2 separate regions of the Mus musculus genome follow, and region 1 is linked to region 2. A link is a contact called in public promoter capture Hi-C data. All regions are on one chromosome and are shown on one strand. The core of a region is the stretch at or near the end of the contact, and the rest is flanking DNA. Distances in the headings are between cores, read along the strand shown.

Region 1 (4,854 bases), core at 1,614-4,113, 450 kb before region 2:
TTGCAACAATTAGACACCAGTGGAACATGTTGCTATAGGCTGGGCATGGTGGTGCGCATCTATGATCCTAGCACTAAAGAGGTGGAGGCAAGAAGGTTAATATTAGATTCATAGTGAGTTTGAGGCTAGCTAGGGCTGCATGAGACCCTGCCTCAAAAACAAAACAAGGGGTTAAAGAGACAGCTCAGAGGTTAAAGCGTGCTTGCTCCATTGTGAGTACCGGAGTTTGGATCTGAAAACCCACACAATGGGAGGTCCACAAACACTTATAACTCTATCCCAAGGGATTCAACTCCCTCTTATGTCTTCTGTAGGCACACACACATATACACAAATAAGTGAATAAATAAAAATTTAAAGAGAAACAGCAACAAACCAACAGATGGGTGGTGCTACACACTTTTAATCACAATACTTGTGAAGCAGTTGCAGATGGATCTCTGTGACTCTCTGTGATCTCTGTGGTTTTGTTGTATCCAAACCAACCTGGTCTTACATAGTCAAACATTGTCTCCAAAATCAAAACAAAAAAGAATAATAAATAACAACAATAAAAAGGTCTTATACTTATTAATTTTTCGCTGGGCGTAGTGGTGCACACCTTTAATCCCAGCACTTGGGAGGCAGAGGCAGGTGGATTTCTGAGTTCGAGACCAGCCTGTTCTACAAAGTGAGTTCCAGGACAGCCAGGGCTACACAGAGAAACCCTGTCTCGAAAAGCCAAAAAAAGAAAAAATTAATTTTTCTAAATATATTCCACAATTAGACAAATAAGCAATTCTATGTGGGATGGTGGAATCAGAACCCATGTAACAATCTACCTGCTCCGTAAGATCGGATGCCAGGCACTGGTATAAGCTCATGATTTTACACACAGCGATGGTCAGACATAAGCACTCCACAGCACAGGGTGTAACCGAATCTATGACTAGAAATGTTGGAACAAAAAATTCCAGAAAGTTCCATATGGTAAGACTTTAGACAGTGAGAACTTGTCCCAAACAAAACAAGACTTGGATTTGTCACTTGATGTGTAGGCACCTCCGGATGGAGCCTCCACCCACCTCCTGCACCCTCAGTGTCTCTCCAGGGCGTGGAAGCATGGCTTGCCTTGTGTCTCATGTCTGTGTGTATAGCCAGACCCACGGAAGAGATCCACAAGGATACCGAACACAGATTTTCTTTTTTTCCAGATTTTTAAATTCCTAAAAATTTCCAGATTCTTATTAATTCCTAAAAACATAAAATTTTGTTTTTATTTCAAAATTTTGTGTGTGTGGGTGTTTGACTCAGATGACTGTCTGCATCATGTGTGTCCTTGAGAAGGTTGGAAGAGGGTGTTCGGTTGTGACAGCATAAAGATTCCTCCATCTTGTCTCATCTGGAGCCATCTTTGATTTAATCTGAAACTGACCCCTTTTCTACACTCATGTGGAATGTCCCATGGGAAATTACCCAGCCCTGTTCTAGAAACTTGGGTAGAAATATCCCAAGATATTTCATGCTAGAACTGCATGTTTTTGCCTTCTATTAAACTGCTCTCTCTCTCTCTCTCTCTCTCTCTCTCCCTCTTCCTCTCTCCCTCTCTCTTTATCCATCCATCCATCCATCCATCCATTCATCCATCCATCCATCCATCCATCTATTCATCCACCCATCTACCCATCCATCCAGTCCAAGTTGACCTTAAACTGACTACAAGGGAGAGTTACTACACTAGGTTATGTGGTGCTGGGGCTGGAGCCCATGGCTTTGCACATCCAGGAGGCACTTTATTAACTGAGCCACATCTCAGAGCACTGGTACCATCTTATATTATGAATCTGTGTATGTATCAGTTTTGATATCTATGGGGTATCCTGGAACTGGGCCCAAAAGATAGCCAAGGATGGCTTTATACACTTCCTAGTTGAGTTTTCTTTGACAGACACTAGAATCAAAGACATCTCAGTACTATGAGATCTTTCTTTTTCAGACAAGGCCTTGTGTAGCCTAAGCTGACCTTGACCTCACTATATAACCAAGGATGACCTTGAACCTTTAACCCACTGTCTCTACCTCCCAAGTGCTAAGGTTTTAGTCGAGTACTACCACCATAGTTTCATGCAGTGTTGAGGATCAAACCTAGCTTCATGCACACTAGGCAAGCACTCTATCAACTGAACCACATCCCAATGAAATATGTTTTTAAATTATATACACTGGGATGGAGAGATGGCTCAGTGGTTAAGAGCAATGATTGCTTTCCCAGGAGACCCAAGTTCAATTGCCAGCACCCACATGGCAGCAGCTCACAACTGTCTGTATTTCCAGATCTAAACAGATATACATGTAGGCAAAATATCAATGCACATAAAATAAAAATAAATTAAAAACCTTAAATTAAAAAATATATTTATTATATTTATTTGTGTGTGTGTGTGTGTGTGTGTACTCACAAGCATGAATGCGCCACAGTTCATGGATGTCAGAGGACAACTTGTGAGAGTTGTTAGATTTGGAGGTTTGGTGGCAAGTGTCTTTATCTGCTGAGCCTCTTTGCCAATCCCCCATGAAAACTTGATCTCAAATATCATTCTTTCTGTTTGAGACAGAATCACACACAGTTTGATCATCATAGGTTTCTGCTGATCAAGTCTGGGAGAATTAGAGTTACAAATAATTAACAACTGTAGCAGATAATGATTTGGAATCAGACTAGTATCGGTTTCCCCACACTGGCATATGCAAAGAGTTGAATAAGCCAACAAAGGAAGAAGGATACTCTTTCTTCCCTAGAAGTCTACCTGGTCAAGGGAAAAGGAACACTGAAAATAGAAAACCCAGCTTTTGGCTACTGCAATGTGGTGTGATGTAATGTAGAGTGATGTAGTGCAATGTAATGTAATGGTTAGAGGCTCATTCCTGGAGCTGAAAGTAGTGGTGGGGATAGTACAGACGAAAGACATTGCACATTCTCAAAATGCCTCTTCACACAACATGTTACTTTCAAAGGAGAAACAGGGACTTTGCTTGCAACCCATCCCTTGGGCGCCACCTAATCCAAGTACTTATCTCTCTGTCATCAGGAGCTGAGGCAGCTGCCTGCCCCCGTGCTGGGATGACTGAGGACACAATGTCTCCTCAGTAGTGTTCTTGCCCAACGTACAGACCTACAATCTAATCGTGAAAAATACCAGACACACCTCACATTTGCAAAATATGAGGAGCGTTCTGCAAAGTAACTGGCCATTGCTCTTCAAAAATGTCACAATCATGACAGGCGGGAGTGAAGAAACTGTCTCAGATCACTGGAGGCTACAGAGACAAGCCAGCGCCAGCTGAGATCCTGGGTTGGAAAAAGAACATCAGTGTGACAATTGATGCACTGTAATTAGTATCTGGAGCTAAGTTAACAGTGTTCTACTCCTTTTTCATACTTCAGTTTTGCTGATTAAGCTGTGTCTATATAAGATGTTAGCGTTGAGGGCTGGGGCTTAGGGGCTGAACCTGGCTTGCCCAAGTCTCTAGGTACAATCTCTAGCACAAGGAGAAACATCGTTAACATTTGGGAAAGTGGTCCTGCTGGGGCCCAGGGCTCTTCCACTGAACTACAACCGCAGCACCTCACCCCATGTATTTCTGATTTTTTAAAAGGTTGTTTCTTTTCACATTTATTTTCTTTTCTGTGTAGGGTGTTTTGTTTGCATATAATTCTGTGCACCATGTGTGTGCAGTGCTCTTAAATCTCCCGAAACTGGGGTTAAAAGATGGCTGTGAGCCATTCTGTCGGTGCTGGGAATTGAACCCAGGACCTCTGGAAGAGCAGCCAGTGCTCTCAACCATTGAACCAGCCCCATGTGTGATGTCTTTTAATGTTTGTAATTATTGAAAATGGAAAAATATTAAGAGCAAGCATACATATAGATGTCCTTTAAAAGATACTGTGTGAAGCTGGGGTTGTAGCTCAGTCGGTAAAGTGCTTGCCCTCGAGCCGTAGGTGTAATCGGGAGTTCACAGACCTGGGCGTGGCAGCACATGCCTGATATCCCAGCACTCAGGAGGCGAAGGAAGTATCAGAAGCTCAAGATTATCTTAAAATAAAACCCCAAACCAAACCAAATATTACAATAACAATAACAAAAGACCACACCAGAATAGTGTGTGTGTGCGCATATGTGTGTGTGTGTGTGGGGGGGGGCATAATTACAAAGTAAGCTATGTCTTAATTACTGAAGCTCAGACCCCTTAAACATCAGTTTAGAGTTTCTACTCTTCTCTCCCATCTTCATAGCTAATGAAAAACACCTAATGTTGACCTTTATCACAACTCAAGGTAGAAAAGAGGGAAATATTTGGTTATGCACTCGGTAAGTCAGATAATGAAGGCCCATTTGATCTTTGGACTGAAGAGCAGAACACACATTATGTGGATTAAATTTGTCCTAGTTCTGGAATCTTCTGACCATAATAGAAAAAAAAGAAGAAGAAGAAGAAGAAGAAGCAGCAGCAGCAGCAGCAGCTCTGGCTTCTATTTCTACTTTTCGGGGATCTGAAAAGCCTGGTCTTAAGGGCCACAGGCATTAACTTCCTGTTGTCACAGGCTGGTCCCCCAGTGCTATCGTTCCAGGGACTAGTGTCCATAGCTCTCGATCAGGCTATGTCAGCTAACAGGGGTCCTACTGCTTTAGTGGCTAACTAGCCCTTTTAGACAGAGGGAATCACCAAGGAACTCTCTGGCTTCCAAATCCTGCAGTTTAAGTTAGGCACAGGCTCTGACCACAAATAGCTGCTTCCAGAGTCTGGGTTTGAGATGACAAGAATCAGAACAAGGTGCTGGACTGAGCTGGGGGCACTGAGAGGCAGTCCCCGAGT
Region 2 (5,328 bases), core at 846-3,345:
CAGACATAGAATAGTATAAATGAGACATATAAGATACTAACTAGTCAGGGGACAAGCCCTGCTTAAGACCTAGGCATTTATTCATGAATAATAAGCCTCCCAAGTCATTACACAGGAACAGGGCCATAAATGGAAAAGCTCACTTATATTTAATGTTCTTCCAGAGGACCTGAGTTCAGTATCAGTGTCAGGGAGTCTACAACCACTGATTAACCTTAGCACTGGGGGATACAGTATCCTCTTCTGGCCTCCATAGGTGTGTACATGTACACATATTCATTCATTCACACACACACACACTCTCTCTCACTCTCTCTCTCTCAGACAGACAGATAGACACACACACAAATAAGCAGCAATATCAAATGCTACAGAATGAATGAAGAGGTAATGACAATAAACCTATGAATTTGTTGACAGTGACTTCAGGGAACTTTAAAATGTTTGTTGAGAGCTAGAATACCATTCATGTTTTAGTCTCTAACTGAGCTCCCCAAAAAGAAATCTGAATTAGGGAAGTTACTCAGGTAGGGCTAGTCTAGTAAATAAATCAATGAGAGAAGAGATGTTGAAGTAAAGACAGAAAGAAGCACATGGTAATACTAAATGTGTTGTGTTTCGTGTTTGGTGTTAGGAATGGCCTGTAAGTGCCTTGTGGCAAGAAATTGTTAGAAGGTTCTAAAAGCTGAGAGCAGCCACCTGCAAGACACAGGAGAGAACATGGACTTTAGTGCAACACCTGAAGGGGCTGGATTTAGCTAATTATGAATTTGGAGGAAGTAAAAAGTACTATCTACAAATGAGAATCAAAGCACAGCTAATACTTCTCAACAAAGCCTTGCATGACTCTAAGCTGAGACTCCACAACACTAATGTCCAGACTACTACAAAAACTGGAAGATAATCAATGAGGGTGTAGTTACAGGCTGCTTAATGTGTGCTGTTGGATAAATACCAACAGAAAACTAATACGGGGCTCACTTCCCTATGCAAGAGGCTGAAGGACAAACAGTAAAGCAAAAATAAAGAACAAAACTGCTTAACTTCAATCATCTCAGGATGACCCTGTCTCGAAACTTTATCCAATTACTGCTCAAGTTGCAGCATGTTCCTCATAACCTTTCAAGTGTTAGTTTTCTAAAACTTCTGAGTAATGGAAATGGGGTTTTTATTTTCAACTGTAGAAAGTTATACTGACAGTTATGAAAAATTAAAGAGAGACAAAACAGGGCGCCTAAGATACCTGAATGTCAGACATGGTTCCAGTGCTTAGAGACACTGATCCCCAAGCTAATCTCAGAAATAAGCACAAGGTCATGACTTCTGTCCTCCTTCAGCACCAGAAGTTTAAGCTCGAGAAATGAAAAATCTTTCACCTTTTACTATAAGACTAGCTCAAAGGCGCTCTCGGCTACGGAAACAAAAGGAACCCACTCCCAGATTAACAGCAACTTTGACCCCTAGGCTCTCCACCAGTCCAGGAACCTGCTTATTAAAGATGCAACAAGCCCTGAGAAGCAATCCCTGCTGGGAACTGTAGTTCTCCCGCGCCGACCTTCACGATTGGAAACCTATCACGTGCCCAACCGGCGGCCCAGACGCCAGCAGCCAGGATTGGTCCGAGACTGAGATAAGGAGGTACTGATTGGATACCAGGTCCCTGAAGCCACGCCTCAGCGGCACACCCGCCTCCCCGCGCTCCACACCCCAGCCCGCTTCTTCAGCAATAACCCTCGAGTCATTCCAGTCCAGCGGCCGCCCTAGAGGACTGCCTCGGTTCCCCGCACTAGGGGTGGCTCTGCCTGGGGGGGGTGCGCATCATGGATGCCTCTCACGTTGTCCGTTGGCAGTCCGCAGTCAGCGTGACCACGCGCCCCTTCGGAGAGACCCCACGCTCACCTGGGCCGCGACGGTCACGCCGGATAACTGACAGGCCCGCAGCATTTCTGCCGAAGCGACAGCGCTGCTGGTGGACGCGGGAACGACCGCGGCCGCACGAGAGGAGGGCGTGCGTGCTGGTGTGCGTGCCCGCGTCTGTACAGCCTAGCTGCGTCCGGCGCACCGGAAGGGCCACCGGCACCACTGCGCACGCGCCGCCTCCTCCCCTGCTACAGCCGAGGCGGCTCCCTGAGGGTGGGACTCACCCCGGCTGCGAAAAGGGGAGTAAAGCGGTGATTGGCGACTAGGAGGCGGAAGGGCAGGTTCTCCTTCCGGGTCGCGCTTGGGCGCTAGTTTGTCTGCAGATGACCGGGTTACTAGGTGAACTGGCCGGAGAGTGCTGTGTAAAGTTCGACTGTGACTCTTAGAATTAAAGCGTTGGTGAATTAAATTAGAATTAGACTCTTAGAATTAAAGGGATGGGGAGGTGGATCCGGTAGGGACGCCTGCTCCCAGTCCTGACGACCTGAAATTTGCGACCTCTCTGGTGGCAATAGAATCGATTCCAATTAGTTGTCCGCTGACTTCTTTATGGAGCTGAGGCACACGTATGCCTACAGGGTTTTTTTTTTTTTTTTGGTTTTTTTTTTTTTTTTTTTTTTTTTTTTTTCTTTTCCAAAGGGTTGCTGAAGAATAAGCGAATGTGCTGAAGGCATCCTGGGGCAGAATGTGTTTCCGGTGTCTTTAAATAGTAGAGAACGGATAGGAACCCAAATTCTAAGTTCAGGTTTTTACTTAAGTCACACCGCTTTTTTTTTTTTTTTTTTTTTTTTTTTGCCACTTTTATTTTATAAAGATGATTTCGGTCGCAGTTTTGGGGACGGTTTGGAAGACTCTTCCAAGCGTTCTGAGTTTAACAATGTGTTAAAAATTGACTGTCGTTAATATTCTATGTAAATTCCACTATGATTATGTGGTTCTCTTACCATAATAACATAGAAAAATAATTTTCAAAATCTGTTGGAGGCTGGACCTAGTCGTGCATGCTTTTAATCCCAGCGCTAGAGAGGTAGAGGTAGGCAGATATCTTTTGAGTTCAAGGCCAGCTTGATCTACAGAGTTCCAGGACAGCCAGCTGAATATATTGAGACCCTGTCTTGAAAACCACAAAACAACAAATCTGTTTGCAAAATACTTACAAGCCATAAGTAGGTGATTTGTTATGATACGATACAGATAAAAAAAAGCTGCACTTTTATTTTCATTTATAAAATAAATGAAGTCCAGTGTTGTGGTCACACTGTAAATGACAGCACTTGGGAGGCTGTTGCAGGATTGGACTACATAAATTTCAAACAAAAAACAGGAAAGATTTGAAAAATATCAAAAATGTGTTTATGTTCTATATTATCTACGTTCTATACATGCCAAGCTTTTCAGAGCACTTCAGTAATGTACTTGTCGATCTTTGTCATGTCATCATTCGACAGCCTCCAGTCCTCCCATTTTCTTAGTAAATCTAGCAGTCTGGCTCCATCCCTGTTCACCGCTGCTCTGGTTCTTGCCAGCGTGATAACGTCTCGCACACTGTTGACCCGGGGCTGCTTTTGTACTACACTTCGGACCTTGTACTACAGACAGTCTCCTTGGCTTTAAGATCTCATTCTTCAGGGCTGGAGAAATGGTTCAATGTCTAAGAGCATATATTATTCTTGTAGAGGACCCAGATTCAGTTCACAGCCCCAATATCAGGCAGCTTACAACTTCCTATAAATTATCAGAGAGCCCTCCAGATACAGACACAGACATGATTTATAAAAATAAATCTTAAGCCGGGCATTGGTGGCGCATGCCTTTAATCCCAGCACTTGGGAGGCAGAGGAAGGCGGATTTCTGAGTTCGAGGCCAGCCTGGTCTACAAAGTGAGTTCCAGGACAGTGAAGGCTACACAGAGAAACCCTGTCTTGGAAAACAAAAACAGCAAAGCTGGATCTGGGTGCAGGTGTGCAGGGCATCTGAGTTCGGTTCCCAGCACCCACCTCAGGCAGCTCATAACCTTTAACTGCAGCCCCAGGAGATTCTGCGGTACCTTCACTAATGTGTTGTATATAGTTTGAGAAAGAAAGATCTTTTAAAAGATCTTTATGGATCTGGAGAGGGCATTGGCCACTCCCTCAGAGACCAAGGTTGAGTGTCCTGTGTACAACACACCACGACCACCCCCCACACCATGGCTTGCAAACATCTGTAACTCCAGTTCCAGGTGATCCAGTGCCCTGTTTTGACCTCTGTAGTCTATGCATGCACATGGTGCAGATACATGTGCAGGCAAAACACCCATTCAAAAAAATAAATCTTTTTTTATTTAAACAAATTTTATTAGATATTTTCTTCATTTACAATTCAAATGTCCCAAAAGTCCCTTATACCCTCCCCACCCCGCTCCCTAGCCCCCCCCCCGAAAAGGTTAAATCTTAAAAAAAAAGAAAGAAAGAAAGAAAGAAAGATAGTTGTGATGGCACTTGTTTGTAACTCTTTTGCTTGGAAATTAAGACAGATCCCTGGGCATCCAGTCTACAGTCTGTGAACTTGAGAATATTTGAGAAACCTTGCCTTAAAAAAGGAGAGGGAATAGAAATGGCTCATTAGGTAAGAGCTGTGATGGCTAATTTTTATCAACTTGACACAAAGTAGAGTCACCTGGGAAGAGTGAAACTCAATTGAGTAATTACTTCTATCAGACTGACCTGTTGGCATGTCTGGGGGGGGCATTCTCTCTCTTTTTTTAAATGTTTGTTTGTTTATTTATTTATTTATTTATTTTAATGTATGTGAGTACACTGTAGCTGTTTTCAGACACACCAGAAGGTGGCATCAGATCTCATCTCACAACAGATGGTTGTGAGCCACCATGTGGTTGCTGGGAATTGAACTCAGGACCTCTGGAAGAGCAGTCAGTGCTCTTAACCACTGAGCCATCTCTCCAGCCCCCCATTCTCTTTACTAATGATTAATGTGGCAAGGCTCAGCCCATTACAGATGGTGCCACCTCTGGACAGGTGGTCTTTGGTTGTATGAGAAAGAAAGATAAGGGGGATGAGGGGAGATGCAGAATTGCTCAGTGTCAAGAGCATGTACTAGGCTGGAGAGATGGCTCAGAGGTTAAGATCACTGACTGCTCTTCCAGAGGTCCTGAGTTCAATTCCCAGCAACCACATGGGGGTTCACAACCATCTGTAATGGAATGTGATGCCCCCTTCTGTGCGTCTAGAGACACTGACAGTTTACTCATAGGCATAAAATGAACAAATAAATCTTAAAAAAAAAAAAAAAGAGCATGTACTGCTCTTGCAGAAGTCCAGAGTTCAATTCCAAGCACCCACATCAAGCACCCACATGAGGTTGCTCAAAACGGCCTGTAACTCCAGCTCCAGAAGTACCCAGTCAGTA

Evidence for each region. Promoter capture Hi-C pulls out the DNA fragments that hold promoters and counts their contacts.
Region 1: a promoter capture Hi-C map of erythroid cells shows a contact between it and region 2, with 2.3 times the contacts expected there. The contact joins the enhancer-like site here to the promoter of Immt in region 2. A contact is called at or near these places in 1 of 39 promoter capture datasets (erythroid cells), 1 of 484 Hi-C or Micro-C datasets (bone marrow-derived macrophages), 2 of 115 datasets of contacts at active chromatin or transcription factors (astrocytes and bone marrow-derived macrophages) and 1 of 9 other capture datasets (liver).

The regions. Positions count from the first base shown.
Region 1 is chr6:72,278,855-72,283,708 of GRCm38.p6, reverse strand. No RefSeq gene overlaps it. Among named protein-coding and RNA genes, the nearest start is that of Sftpb, 23 kb to the left of the region's middle. Within about 2 kb of position 2,863, at least 31 of the 459 cell types and tissues checked have an H3K27ac peak or open chromatin away from gene starts, as enhancers often do. A contact at or near this core is called in erythroid cells, where this site is marked.
Region 2 is chr6:71,828,087-71,833,414 of GRCm38.p6, reverse strand. It overlaps Immt (inner membrane protein, mitochondrial), which reads right to left and starts at 2,095. Exons shown (of 15, transcript NM_001253681.1): 1 at 1,900-2,095. The coding sequence starts at 1,944.